2 separate regions of the Hordeum vulgare genome follow, and region 1 is linked to region 2. A link is a contact called in public Hi-C data. All regions are on one chromosome and are shown on one strand. The core of a region is the stretch at or near the end of the contact, and the rest is flanking DNA. Distances in the headings are between cores, read along the strand shown.

What was found. A called contact is a pair of places that touch in the nucleus more often than the background predicts.
Region 1: a contact with region 2 is called in a Hi-C map of leaf, with 4 times the contacts expected there. The contact joins the promoter of LOC123404167 here to the promoter of LOC123405963 in region 2. A contact is called at or near these places in 4 of 6 Hi-C or Micro-C datasets (all in leaf).

The regions. Positions count from the first base shown.
Region 1 is chr6H:193,354,970-193,361,520 of MorexV3_pseudomolecules_assembly, forward strand. It overlaps LOC123404167 (receptor kinase-like protein Xa21), which reads left to right and starts at 2,511. Exons shown (of 2, transcript XM_045098086.1): 1 at 2,511-6,495. The coding sequence starts at 3,339. It overlaps LOC123404168 (probable histone deacetylase 19), which reads left to right. Exons shown (of 7, transcript XM_045098087.1): 4 at 1,320-1,414; 5 at 1,520-1,583; 6 at 1,947-2,024; 7 at 2,153-2,416. The coding sequence ends at 2,257.
Region 2 is chr6H:192,929,211-192,936,059 of MorexV3_pseudomolecules_assembly, forward strand. It overlaps LOC123405963 (putative receptor-like protein kinase At3g47110), which reads right to left and starts at 2,994. Exons shown (of 2, transcript XM_045099469.1): 1 at 1-2,994. The coding sequence starts at 2,335.

The DNA of each region.
Region 1 (6,551 bases), core at 1,261-3,760, 430 kb after region 2:
ATGCTGTGATCTCTTATTTTCTTGATTCCATATGTTTGCTATGCTTATCAATTGAGGTAGCATGCCAGGATGATACATGTCTGCCGCTGCCCTTGTTTTTTAGAAGTGCGTTGTTGTCATTTTTTTCTTCCCTGTTTTATCTGCTCAAATTTCTTCAACTTCCCGGTGCAGTTCATTTCCTGGTCTGTATTATTTGGTTAAGGGCATGTTTTTTGTCGCAGCCTGTTTTCTCGTTTATTTCTACTACTATGCTTGAACTGTCTGTGCATACTTTGACGTTATTAGGTTAAATTAAATAATGTTTGAATTTTGAGCTAACTTCTATATAATGATGATGTTCATGGTATGGCAGCCCGACTGTTTTCTCGTTTATTTCTACTACTATGCTTGAACTGTCTGTGCATACTTTGACGTTATTAGGTTAAATTAAATAATGTTTGAATTTTGAGCTAACTTCTATATAATGATGATGTTCATGGTATGGCAGCCCGACTGTTTTCTCGTTTATTTCTACTACTATGCTTGAACTGTCTGTGCATACTTTGACGTTATTAGGTTAAATTAAATAATGTTTGAATTTTGAGCTAACTTCTATATAATGATGGTGTTTGTGGTATGGCAGCCCGACTGTTTTATTCAATGAAGTTTTGAATATGCTCAATTGAACATGTCCCCTTATGTTAATTTCAAAGAAAGGCTAGACAGTAGACAGTGGACAGTAATAGTACTGCTGTTCGTAAATACATGACTTCAGTGGTGGAGCTATACACGAACAAAATAGTGGTATGGCCCGTCCAGCATAAGCCCAAAACAGCATAAGGGTAAAAGTTTTGGGCTCTACTTGGCCTGGTCCGCCCAACATAATCCGTGCAGCCCTGCTGTTGCATGACTTCATAGAAAGCGAGCAGTCGAACTTTTCTAACCAATATATAAACAACTATTTAGACATGTAACACCAAAACAGTATGATGTGCTTTGTTATGAATAATACTAGTTTCATCAGTATACCTGATAACTTTTACTAATATACAAACAAAAAGTTACAGCCAAAGATGTATGTTGGAGGCTGTGCAAATTTTGAAAATGTAATCCATTTCCAAGCAGATAAAGTGAACTATTTTAGTTGGTTTGACCTTTTTGGTGCCCGTGTTACATCTAAATGAATATTGTTACCTCCCTTTCCTAATGTGAGTGACATCAGATATTCACCTCCACAGTTGGATTATATTCCTTATCACCTATATTCCTGGTCTTGCCTGGAAGTGAAGGACAAGAGCTGATTGTATTTTGGGTACTTTGCATGTGTTTATATTATGCAGCCGGATGAAGATGAAGAGGATCAGGATGAAAGGCATGATGGCCCTGATTCTGACATGGAAATGGATTATCACACACCTTTGGAAGACTCAGCAAGGTATTTATTTATGTTGTTCTGTGAGATGGTATTTATTCCTGTCTCATTGTTCCATCAGTTCTGATGGCTATCCTGTGTGCACCTTGTGACAATCTTTTGTTATAGGAGAATCACTATTCAAGGTGCAAGAGTTAAGAGAGAATCAGCTGGAGCTGAAACAAAAGATCAGGTACTTCACCTCATCATTTTTAGTCTTTATGTACAGATTAGTGATTTGTCCTTTTTCATGATCCACCATTTTGTTCACAGATGTGTCGTCCTTTTTCTTACCACCTGGTCCTTGATAATTCTTTTCCAAAATAGAGTGAAAATTGCTTTCTCACCATGTAATAGATGGTGTTGGTGGAGTATTTCTGCTTAGATGCATTGCAAAATGTCCACCGACCATTGTTTGCTCCTCCGATGTGCATGTAAACTGAAGGGTAGCAAAGAGTGTCTTGTAATTTTGTTAAACTTCCATGGTTGTATGCAACTTGTTTGTATTCCTTGGTGCCATGCATTTATGCTAAATGTGTTTTTTTACCCTCTGCAGGATGGTAGCAGAGTAACAGGTGAACATAGAGGACCAGAACCTATGGCAGAAGACATCGGTCCATCTAAGCAAGCTCATGTAAGCCGGCCTCCCTTTCTGTTTGTGAACTGTCGTATAAGATAGATCCCTAGTGTACACTGCCCATGGCTAGGCTGATCTAACCAAAGATGCATTTTCTTGTTGTCCATGATCCTCGTCGCCTACAGCTCGATGCTAATGCCATGGCTGTCGATGAGCCGGGAAATGTCAAGATTGAGTCAGGAAGCTCTAGTAAGTTGCCGGACCCACCAGCCATCTACCAGAAGCCATGATTGTAAGCATTCGGACCGTGCGTGTGTTTTGACAGTAAAAAGACGAAGTGATGAGTGGTAGTCTCGAGTGTCTAACCCATGTATACATGCAGCATGGATTATTAAGCTGTAATATGTATAGTCGATTAAATGAGCCGTGAGGCAGAATTTTCTTGGCTACCTGCAACTTGTCTCCCAGCTTTCTACTTTGGCGATCTTCTACCTGGTAGATTCGTTGATAATTGGTGCATTTTCTGTCGGTACCCTGGATTTGTCACAAGGCAATGTTTTTCTCTGGCTCGCCTTGTCTTGTCGTAATCTTCAAAGGAATAGTATGTGCTAGTGCATTTTTATATGGTTGTGCATAGAAAAATAAAATAAGAATCAACATTCTGTATGCTCTAGCTACATAAATAAATAGTTGCTGCTGTATATTAGCTCTTGGTTCCTTGTTTTGATATTGTCTTCAGTAATTCTTAGTTGACATAGATTTAGCCGACTAGTGAAGCGCTGGCCGTAGTTTAGCATGGCATGATGAGCCAGCACTTGAAGGAGAAGACGGCTGTAGGAGTGGTGTGGGCAATGCTACACATACATAACTTTACATGGGTTTTATAAACAGGTGTGTTTTGATTGGAGATTAAGGGGGATGAGGACCCCACCCCTTGAAAATCAGGGGGGAGTGGTTAGTTATTAGAAAGAAAGAATCCTAGTCAGCGTGTAACCTTACATAACTCTTTGTATGTCTAGCATTTTTGGGTGTGGGCAGGGTTAGTGTGAACGGGAGACATTGTCAAAAAGGTCAGGCGCCAAAAAGGTCAGGCGCGCAAAAACTTTTGCCGTTGCAAACAGACAACCCAAATAGCGGCCGCCAGCTTTTCATATCACTGACATCAACCACTCATGGCTCATTGACCCGTAGTCTTGAGAGAAAGGAAACAAGCGACGGATCGCATCACGCTGCGGGTGGCCCCCTCCCAAAATAATTCAACGTCCAGTTGCCAAACGACGAGGACGACGCGTCGCTGGTGGCCACAGTTTGTTTATACGCAACACTCACCCAGGCCAAACCTCTCTACCTCTACCTCTACCGTACGTACGTATGCTCTCTGCCGCGTCCAGTCCACACTCCACAATCGCTCTGCTTGCTGCAGTACCGTCTGCCGGGGCAGCAATGGCAATGGCAGCACTGTCCCTCCTCCTCCTCCTTGTCTTCCTCCTCGCGTGCTCCGTCGCCACTCACGCCCTGCACGACGCATCCGAGCCCGCTGCCGCTGCCGCTAGCGTCGCGGATTACAACGCGCTGCTCTCCTTCAGGTCGCTCGTGAGGGGCGACCCGTCGCGGGCGCTGGCGTCATGGACGAGCAGCGCCCACAACGAGCCCGCGCCACCGCCGTGCCAGTGGCGCGGCGTGTCCTGCGGCACGAGGGGCCGCGGCCGCGGCCGCGTCGTGGCGCTGGACCTCCCCAACCTCGGCCTCCTCGGCGCGCTCAGCCCGGCGCTGTCCAACCTCACGCACCTGAGGCGGCTCCACCTCCCCGGCAACCGCCTGCACGGCGCCCTGCCGCCGGAGCTCGGCCGCCTGCGCGAGCTCAGCCACCTCAACCTCAGCGACAACGCCATCGGGGGCCGCCTCCCGCCGTCGCTCTCCCGGTGCAGGCGGCTCAGGACCGTCCTGCTCCACGCCAACAAGCTGCAGGGGCTCATCCCACCGGAGCTGGTCGGCTCGCTTCGGAACCTCGAGGTGCTCGACCTCGGCCAGAACAGGCTCACAGGAGGCATCCCTTCCGGCATCGCCAGCCTCGTCAACCTCAGGCTGCTGGTCCTAGAGTTCAACAACCTGACAGGCGAGATCCCGTGGCAGGTCGGCAGCCTCGCCAACCTCGTCGGCCTCGCCCTTGCGTCCAACCAGCTCTCAGGCTCCATCCCCGCCTCGCTGGGGAACCTCTCGGCGCTGACCGCCCTCACCGCCTTTTCGAACCGGCTGTCGGGGAGCATGCCCTCCACATTACAGGGCCTGTCATCCCTCACCACGCTCCATCTGGAAGACAACAGCCTCGGAGGAACCATACCTTCCTGGCTAGGGAACCTCTTGTCGCTGGCATCCTTAAACCTCCAGAGCAATGGCTTTGTGGGGCGCATCCCGGAGTCCATAGGGAACCTCCGGTTGCTTACCGCCGTTTCGTTCTCGGAGAACAAGCTTGTCGGCAAGATACCTGACGCCATCGGGAACCTCCATGCCCTCGCTGAGCTTTACCTGGACAACAATGAGCTACAAGGCCCTCTGCCACCCTCAGTCTTCAACCTCTCCTCCCTTGAGATGCTCAACATCCAACACAACAACCTCACCGGGGGATTTCCGCCCGACATCGGGAACACGATGACGAGCCTCCAGTACTTTCTTGTGTCTGATAACCAGTTTCATGGTGTGATCCCTCCATCCTTGTGCAATGCCTCCATGCTTCAGATGGTTCAGACGGTAAACAACTTCCTGTCGGGAACGATCCCGCAGTGCCTGGGGGCTCGCCAGGAGATGCTGTCGGTGGTGAACTTTGCGTGGAATCAGCTTGAAGCAACCAACGATGCTGAATGGGGCTTCCTTACGGCTCTGACCAACTGCAGCAATATGATATTGGTGGATGTTAGTGAAAACAAGCTCCAAGGCATGCTACCGAAATCAATCGGCAATTTGTCGACACAGATGGAATTTCTTGGCATTGCATACAACAGCATATCAGGAACGATAACTGAAGCGATAGGGAACTTCATCAACTTGGATGAACTTGACATGGAGAATAATCTTCTCGAGGGCACCATCCCAGCATCTCTCGGCAAGCTTACGAAGTTGAATCGGTTGTCTCTGTCAAATAACAACTTGTCAGGATCCATCCCAGTGGCTGTTGGAAATCTTACAAAGCTTACAACCCTTCTGCTTAGTACCAATGCGCTCAGTGGTGCCATACCTTCTGCTCTCAGCAACTGTCCTTTAGAGCAGCTGGATCTTTCTTACAACAATCTTTCCGGCCCAACGCCTAAGGAGTTTTTCCTCATCTCAAGCTTGTCGAGTACCATGTATCTTGCACATAATTCACTGACTGGGACTTTGCCTTCAGAAGTGGGAAATCTCAGGAATCTAGGTGAGCTTGATCTCTCTGACAATATGATTTCAGGAAAGATTCCTACCAATATTGGGGAGTGTCGAAGCTTACAGTACCTCAATTTATCTGGGAACAATCTCGACGGGACGATTCCGCTGTCACTAGGACAGTTAAGGGGTCTCCTAGTGCTCGATCTTTCTCAGAATAATTTATCTGGGAGCATTCCTGAGTTCCTCGGTACAATGACAGGTCTTGCTAGTTTAAATCTCTCTTCCAATGATTTTGAAGGTGAAGTTCCGAAGGACGGAATATTCCTCAATGCAACGGCAACCTCGGTCATGGGAAACAATGCTCTGTGTGGTGGGATCCCTCAACTGAACTTGAAAATGTGCTCCAGTCCCACTAAAAGGAAAATATCTTCAAAGCATCTCATGATTATCGCAGCAGGCGCTGTAATTACGTTGGTCATACTATCTGCAGTGTTCGTGTTATGTAAAAGAAGCAAGCTTAGAAGATCAAAGCCACAGATAACTCTCCCCACTGACAAATACATCAGAGTTTCTTATGCTGAATTGGCCAAGGCAACAGATGGTTTCACATCCGAGAACCTCATCGGGGTGGGCAGCTTTGGTGCAGTGTACAAGGGAAGAATGGAAATCTCTGGCCAACAAGTGGTGGTGGCAGTGAAGGTACTCAACCTGCAGCATGCTGGCGCATCCCGAAGTTTCGATGCGGAATGTGAGGCTTTGAGATGTATTCGCCACCGGAACCTTGTGAAGGTTATAACAGTGTGCTCAAGTATTGACTCCCGAGGTGGCAACTTCAAGGCTCTTGTGTTTGAGTTTCTGCCAAATGGAAATCTAGACCAGTGGCTGCACAAACATCTCGAGGAAGACGGCGAACCCAAGATTCTAGATCTCATTCAGAGAACCGAGATTGCCATGCACGTGGCTTCTGCGCTTGACTATTTACATCACCAGAAGCCGTTTCCAATTGTCCACTGCGACCTCAAACCAAGCAATATTCTCCTCGACAACAACATGGTTGCCCATGTCGGTGATTTTGGGCTTGCAAGGTTCCTACATGATGGACATAATGACATGTCAGAGACATCGACTAGTCGGAACGTAATAAGAGGAACGATCGGTTATGTTGCTCCAGGTGAGCATAATTCTACTCTCAACTGTTCCATCATTGTTGCATTTGTTTTCACATTT
Region 2 (6,849 bases), core at 1,744-4,243:
TGATAAATAAAGTTGCACTGCATATGGAGATTATCACGACAAGTTTCCTGGATGCTTTCTTGGTGGTGTGGTTGGAACAGGGTGGCAATTTCAATTGAGGGATACCACCACACAGGCCTTCATTCCCGGTGATCGAGATTGCTGTCGCATTGAGGAATACCCCATGTTTTGGGACTTCACCTTCAAAATTGTTTAATGATAGATTCAGAGCAGAAATGCCTTTCAAATTTCCAAGAAACTGAGGGATGCTACCGGACAAATTATTGCTGGAAAGGTCAAGCACCAAGAGACCTTTTAGTTGCTCCATCGACGATGGAATTTTCCCTTGAAGTGAGTTGCCAGATATATTGAGATGCTGCAAGCTCTGACACTCACCAATGGAGGCAGGTATCTCTCCAGAAATGTTGTTTGAAGCGAAATCAAGCACTCCAAGGTTTTTTAGGTTTCCTATTTCAGATGGCAGAGTACCAGATAATAAGTTATGCCCCAAAAGCATGAAATTGGATAATGCAGAGATGAGAAAGAGTTGTCTAGATATTGGGCCAGTAAGAATGTTATATGAAAGATCCAGTTGTTCTATCGGGCAACTGCTAAGACTGGAGGGAATGGTTCCACTGAGTGCATTTCCTTGGAGCAATAATAGACTTAGTGCTGTAAGATTGCCTAGAGTTGGTGGGATGGATCCTGACAGGTTGTTATATGGTAGAGATAATCGATTCAGTGCCTTGATTTTGCCAAGAGAAGCCTGAATAGTTCCCTCCAAATGGTTGTAGTCCATGTAAAGTAACTTCAAGTTGACCAAGTTCCCTATTCCTTCAGGTATTTTTCCAACTATATTGTTGTTTGCTATGATAAGAAAACTCAAACCTGAGGAAAGGTTTCCGACTGCACTAGGCAACTCACCTTGAAGATTGTTGTAGCCCAAATCTAAGGACTTCAAACTGCTGCAGTTTGTCAAGCTGGTCAAAAAGCCCCAATCAGCATCATTTGTTGCTTCGAGCTTATTTTTTGAAAGGGCCACGACCGACAATCTGTTTTGTCGAGCTCCAAGACAATTGGGAATTCGACGTGACAAAGAGTTATACACTGCTTGAAGAATTTGAAGCCTAGAGGCATTGCACATGGATGGTGGAATTGGTCCATGAAATTGGTTGATATCCACAACAAAACTTTGTATGTTTGGAAGCTTATTGCCTATGTCAAGTGGAAAAGACCCACTAAGACGATTGCTTTGTAGACCTATATCTTCAAGGGTGGAAAGGTTGAGCAGCGAAGGAGGAAAAGAACCTTCCAGTTTGTTATAGTCTAGACGAAGGGTCATCAGGGCACCAAGATTTCCAAGGGAATGTGGTATGTGGCCTGAAAGATTGTTTTGTGAAAAATCAAGGCTCATGAGCACCTGAAGGCTACCTAATGATTCTGGGATGCGCCCTGCGAGACCATTTTGCTGAAGACTAAGAAACACTAGCGACGAGAGATTTCCCAGCCAAGCAGGGATGCTTCCTCTGATGCTGTTCACCCCTAGTTCAAGGACTAGAAGAGACGAAAGGTTTTGCAGAGGTGGTAGGCTCCCTGTTAGTCTGGCTGAAGGGATGCTCATATACTGGAGTGCGGAGAGGTTTCCAAGTGAAGCAGGAATGGAGCCTCCCAGCAGGTTATAACCCAGACCTAGTCCAACAAGGTTAACAAGACCACCTATCTCCTGCGGGATCCCTCCAGATAGGTTGTTGAATTGCAGATTGAGCGTTTTCAGGTTTACAAGGCTCCCGATGCCCAGCGGGATGTTTCCTGTCAGAGTGTTCTGGCCAAGACTGAGTACCTTGAGACCACTCAGCAAGCAGAGCTCCTGTGGTATTTCGCCGTGAAACCTGTTGCTGTACAGCAAAAGGTACTCAAGACGGCTGCAGTTTGAAAGCGACGCCGGGATCCTCCCCTGGAAGGAGTTGTAGCTGAGGTTGAGGTGCCTGAGGTCAGGGAGGTTGCCGAGCTCCAGCGGGAGGACGCCATGGAGGTGGTTGGCAGGGAGATGGAGCCGCCTCAGGTAGGTGAGGTTGCCCAGTTCGGGCGGAACAGTGCCGCCGAGCCCGAGCCCGGGGAGGTCCAGTGCCACCACACGGCCGCGGCGTCGGCCACTCAGGCCACACGTCACGCCGCGCCACTCGCACGTCGGAACGGAGCGGTTGCCCCACGACGACCGTGCAAGAGCTGACGATGAGTTGGCTGTCATGTATGACATGAATGACATGAGCGCAAGGCGGTCGTCGGCTTCGGAACCAGCGGCGAGCCATGCGAGAAGGGCAAGCAAGGTGAGCATGGAGCGCTTGGCGAGTTCCATTGGTGTCTGTGTGATTGGTTTGGAGGAGACGTGTGGACTTGTGAGGATGGTGTGCACGCGGGTGTCACACAGGAAGATGAGCAGAACAGAAGCGGGAGAGGTTCCCTTCAACTTGAGCAAACACGCAGAGTTACGTAGCAGTCCATCTCAAGTCAACTATCAACGTAGCCATCAGCCTACTGCTTGTTTGACTGCAAGGGATAATACTTGTTTGATTGCCCAAGAGACGACTACACTGACCTGGCCTTATCAGCAAGGGCCTAGTTTATTGTAGAATCAATGCCAGATGGCATCTGGATTTCATGTACCGGAAGGATTTCATACTGCTCCCTTCATCCGAAATTACTTGTCACAAAAATGAATAGAAATCGATGTATCTATAACTAGAATACAGCTAGATACATTCATTTCTCGGACAAGTATTTTCGGATGGGAGGAGTACTTCATTGGCCTGACAATCCTGTCGTGGAGAGGTCATGCTTGTGAAACTTTTCAAAGATAAAGGCGCTTCTGAAACTCCTTAAAAAATGTTCGGTCTGCATGCAATCCGTTGGCCTCGCCTTTAAACAGGAAGTTCTAATGCGCAGGATTGTAGACGCGGGCAGTTCTCAAAGTCTTGTGCTATTAAAGGATTGTGATGCTTTCATCATCTCTCAGTGTTGGTCGATGACATTAGCTTCTCTGTCTGCCTATTTGAACATATCCAGTGAAACGAAGCAATTTGTGCACCCATTGGTGCGGGCGTACTGCGGTGAACAACAACACGGAGATCGCCCCCTACTTCCCCACCCTATGTGGGGTTAGGCATGATAACCCCTTCCCCCCCTTCTTTAACATGGTCGTCGACGCCCTCGCATCCATGCTAGACAAGGCAAATGCCACGGGCAATATTCAGGGAGTCGTTCCACACCTGCTAGCTTTAGTACATCGATGACACCATGATAAACACCATTATCATGGTGTCATGCTCTGCGTCAGACATCACAAACCTGAAATTTCTCCTTTGTTTTCAACAAATCTCGGTCTAACTATCAACTTCGACAAGAGGGAGGTGATGGTGTTGGGTTACTCGCCGCCCGAGCGCTAGAACATTGCGGACCGGCTTAACTGTCGTCTCGGCACCTTTCCTACCGTGTACCTAGGTGTCGGCATTAAAGTCGACGTATCTCGGGTAGGGGGGCCGAGCTGTGTGTTCGGATCGAGGGTAACAAGAGACAAAGAACACGAGACTTTTACCCAGGTTCAGGACCTCTCGATGGAGGTAAAATCCCGCGTCCTACTCTTGTTATATTGATGATGTAGCAATTACAGAGTTGATATATTTTGAGATTGTGAGTTTGTGCGCTATACCCTAGGGGTTAGGATGTTGTGTATACCCCCTTCTATGGGTTAAACCTCACGATTTATATAGGCATCAAGGGTATCTAGGGTTACATGAATGCCGCTTACCATCTATGAATTACATGCCAAATGAATCATCCTCGCCGAGTGCACGCCAAGTCTTTGGTAGAATCCGATATGCTCACATTCCTTCATTGGGCCTCCTAAGTCCTTCCTCCAGGGTGGGCTCCCAACACAACTCATGGACTAGTCCACCTCAGCTGGGACCCCTTAGTTCAAGACTGCCTCAGTAGCCCCCGAACTAGTTTTTGACGCTGAGCACAAGGTTCTTCATTGGACGGTCTTCTTCGGACGTGTAACTTCAAATAAGCAAACTATCTAACTACACTAATTATTGCTTGCAAGTAACGAGTTCAAGGGGATTGCCAACTCTCTTGCCTGTGTTGGGTGCAAGTTGGTGTTCTTTTGTGTGTAGGCGCTGAAGACGGAAACTTGCTTGGTTCTCCTATTGGTTCGATAACCTTGGTTTTCACTGAGGGAAATATTTATCTATACTATGTTGCATCATCCCCTCCTCTTCGGGGCAAAATTCAATCCAGGTCACAAGTATCACACCTCCTCTTGATTTCTTCCATCTCCTCCTTTACTCCTTTCATATGACTTTATTTCGTCTCTATTCAGCCAATTTCCCATGGAAACAAAATAAAGAGAGGATTTTGGAATCTTATGCATTCGTTGGTGGTAATATCGAAGTGAATATTTGTAATAGCCCGAGACCAACGCTCTAGATGCCTTCCAGTTATTTCGAGTCTTGTCGTGTGTTGCATTAGGTTGTCGCATTCATGATCGCATCATTCACATTGCATCGACACTCCATCGTTGTCATTTTTCAAAACTTGCGTCCGTCCATAGTCTTGTTGTTCACTGTTTTGTGACCAACCACACACGCATGCGTCCGCGGCATCAGTATGGGTTGAAAGTTGGCGTGCGATCTTTGTACGTAGACCGCTTGCCAAATTTCGTCGCATTCAGAGTCCATTTGATACCCGGACCATTAAACCTATAGCGTCACTATGGTTTGTCAAATTAGAGGACGTTTTCAGTTTTAAAAACTCTATCACAGGCCACAACCTTCCTCTCTTCTTGGCCCAACCCCTCTACACAACCCACTAGCCTAGCCTAGCCTAACCCCGTGATCGGAGTCGTTCGATCGCGATCGGAGGGCTTGAATCGGTGCAAAAAAACCCTCAATCCCTAGCTAAAACTGCTATATATAGACCCCCTCTAGTCCATTTTTGGACATCCCTAGACAAAATCCTAGCCTTCCCTAACCTCCCAGCCACCTCCACCTCAAAATCCACGCCGACTAGCTACCTCTAGCCACTTGGCAGCAGTCGCCGCCACCCACCGCCGCGATCTCGATCGTCTGATCCAGATTTGACGGATCCCACCTGCCCCACGCCTCCACCCCACGGTCGCGGCCATCGGGCCCGCAGTTGGCCTGCCCGGGCCCGAACTGCGCTGCCGCCTCCTAGGTCAGCCCGCGCGCCCGCGACGCCTCTCCCGCTCGTCAACCCTGTCGCTATGGAGTTGCCGTCGGCCGGCCTCCGCCAGCCCAACCCCAACTTGCGCTCTCGCCCCGTGGAGTTGCCATCGTCGGACCTCGCCGTCCTTCACTGTCGATCACCATCGTCGCCCCGCACCTCTTATCATTCCTCTCTCTTCTTCTCTCTAATCTCTCTCTCCTCCTCTGCCCGTAGAACCGCCCCGCCACGAAGCTGTCGCGCCATCGCCGGAGCTTCGCCGTCGGCCACCTATGTGAGATGAATTATTGCGCATCAAGTTAACTACTACCCATGTCTTGTTTGTGCATTTTAGATTCTTGTAGCTTGTTGTTTCTATGTGTGCAAAAGTTCATATTGTAATTTTGGACAAATTATCACTATAACTGTGTTGTTTGTGGTTGTTGGACTGTTGATCCGTTTTGAACATGTCATATATGAAACTTGCCTAGAATTTCATGTAGTTTCATAATATCTTGTTGCAATGCTTTAACATGATTTTGTTTGTTGTTTGCATGCATTTTGCGTTCATGGCATATTATCTTGTGTTGGTCATATCTTTTAGATCGTAACTCCGTTTTGAATGATCTATATATGTAAATCTATGTAAATCGCCTAGAATCACGTGTAGAATTACATGGTGCATTTTTTCCTTATTTAATAAATATAAAATGTGTTTTAGGCACATCTGGACCAATTTAAAAATTGATATATGGGGTCGTTTCGAAAATACTATAAGTTGGTTCCGGCCTCATCTAAAATGCTTAGATTGTGTAGTTTCTTTATGCTTCACCTCTTGCCATGTAAATCAACATTTAAATTTGTTGAGTAAATAAACGAGAGTGAACTAAATAACTCAAGTGTGGAGTTTAACCCTAACCCTAAACCCTAAACATTCAAATTGTTGCATATTGAACTTCATTTAATGTGTAGTAATTGATTGTTGTGATTGCCATGCCTTGCATATTTAAACCGGGCATGCATCATATTTGTTTGTGCATCATATCATGAATATGTTGTGGTGTTTACTGTGTCATTTGTTTGTTTCCGGATTGTTTCTTTTTGAGAGTTTCGAAACCGATTAGAGCGTGAGGATTCGTTTGACTACGCTCATTCGACTATTATACGGATTCGTTCTTATTCCAAGCAGGATCTCACGCAAGATGACCATTTCTCTGGATACCACTACTATCATTGATATGTTGTTTGTATCGCTTCTACCATTATGTCTTGTTACCTACCACTTGAATGTCAAGCCTTCCAACATTTCCATGAAAAGCCTCTAACCCCTCCACATCCGAGCAAACCGTTGTTTGACTATTTTACCGCTTGCTCAGCCCTTCTTATAGCATTGTTAGTTGCAGGCGCAGGTTGTTCCATATGATAACATGGATATCTTGGGATATCACAATATTATTGCTATTTAATCTAATGCACATATATACTTGGTAAAGGTTGGAAGGCTTAGCCTTTTGCTCGATGTTTTGTTCCACATTTTTCGCCCTAGTTACTTGTGAACCGGTGTTATGTTCCAGCTCCTAAAATTCTTGGGGTTGTTATAGGGACCCCTTGATTTTTGTTTTGGGATAAAACTCTTCTGGCAAGGCCCAA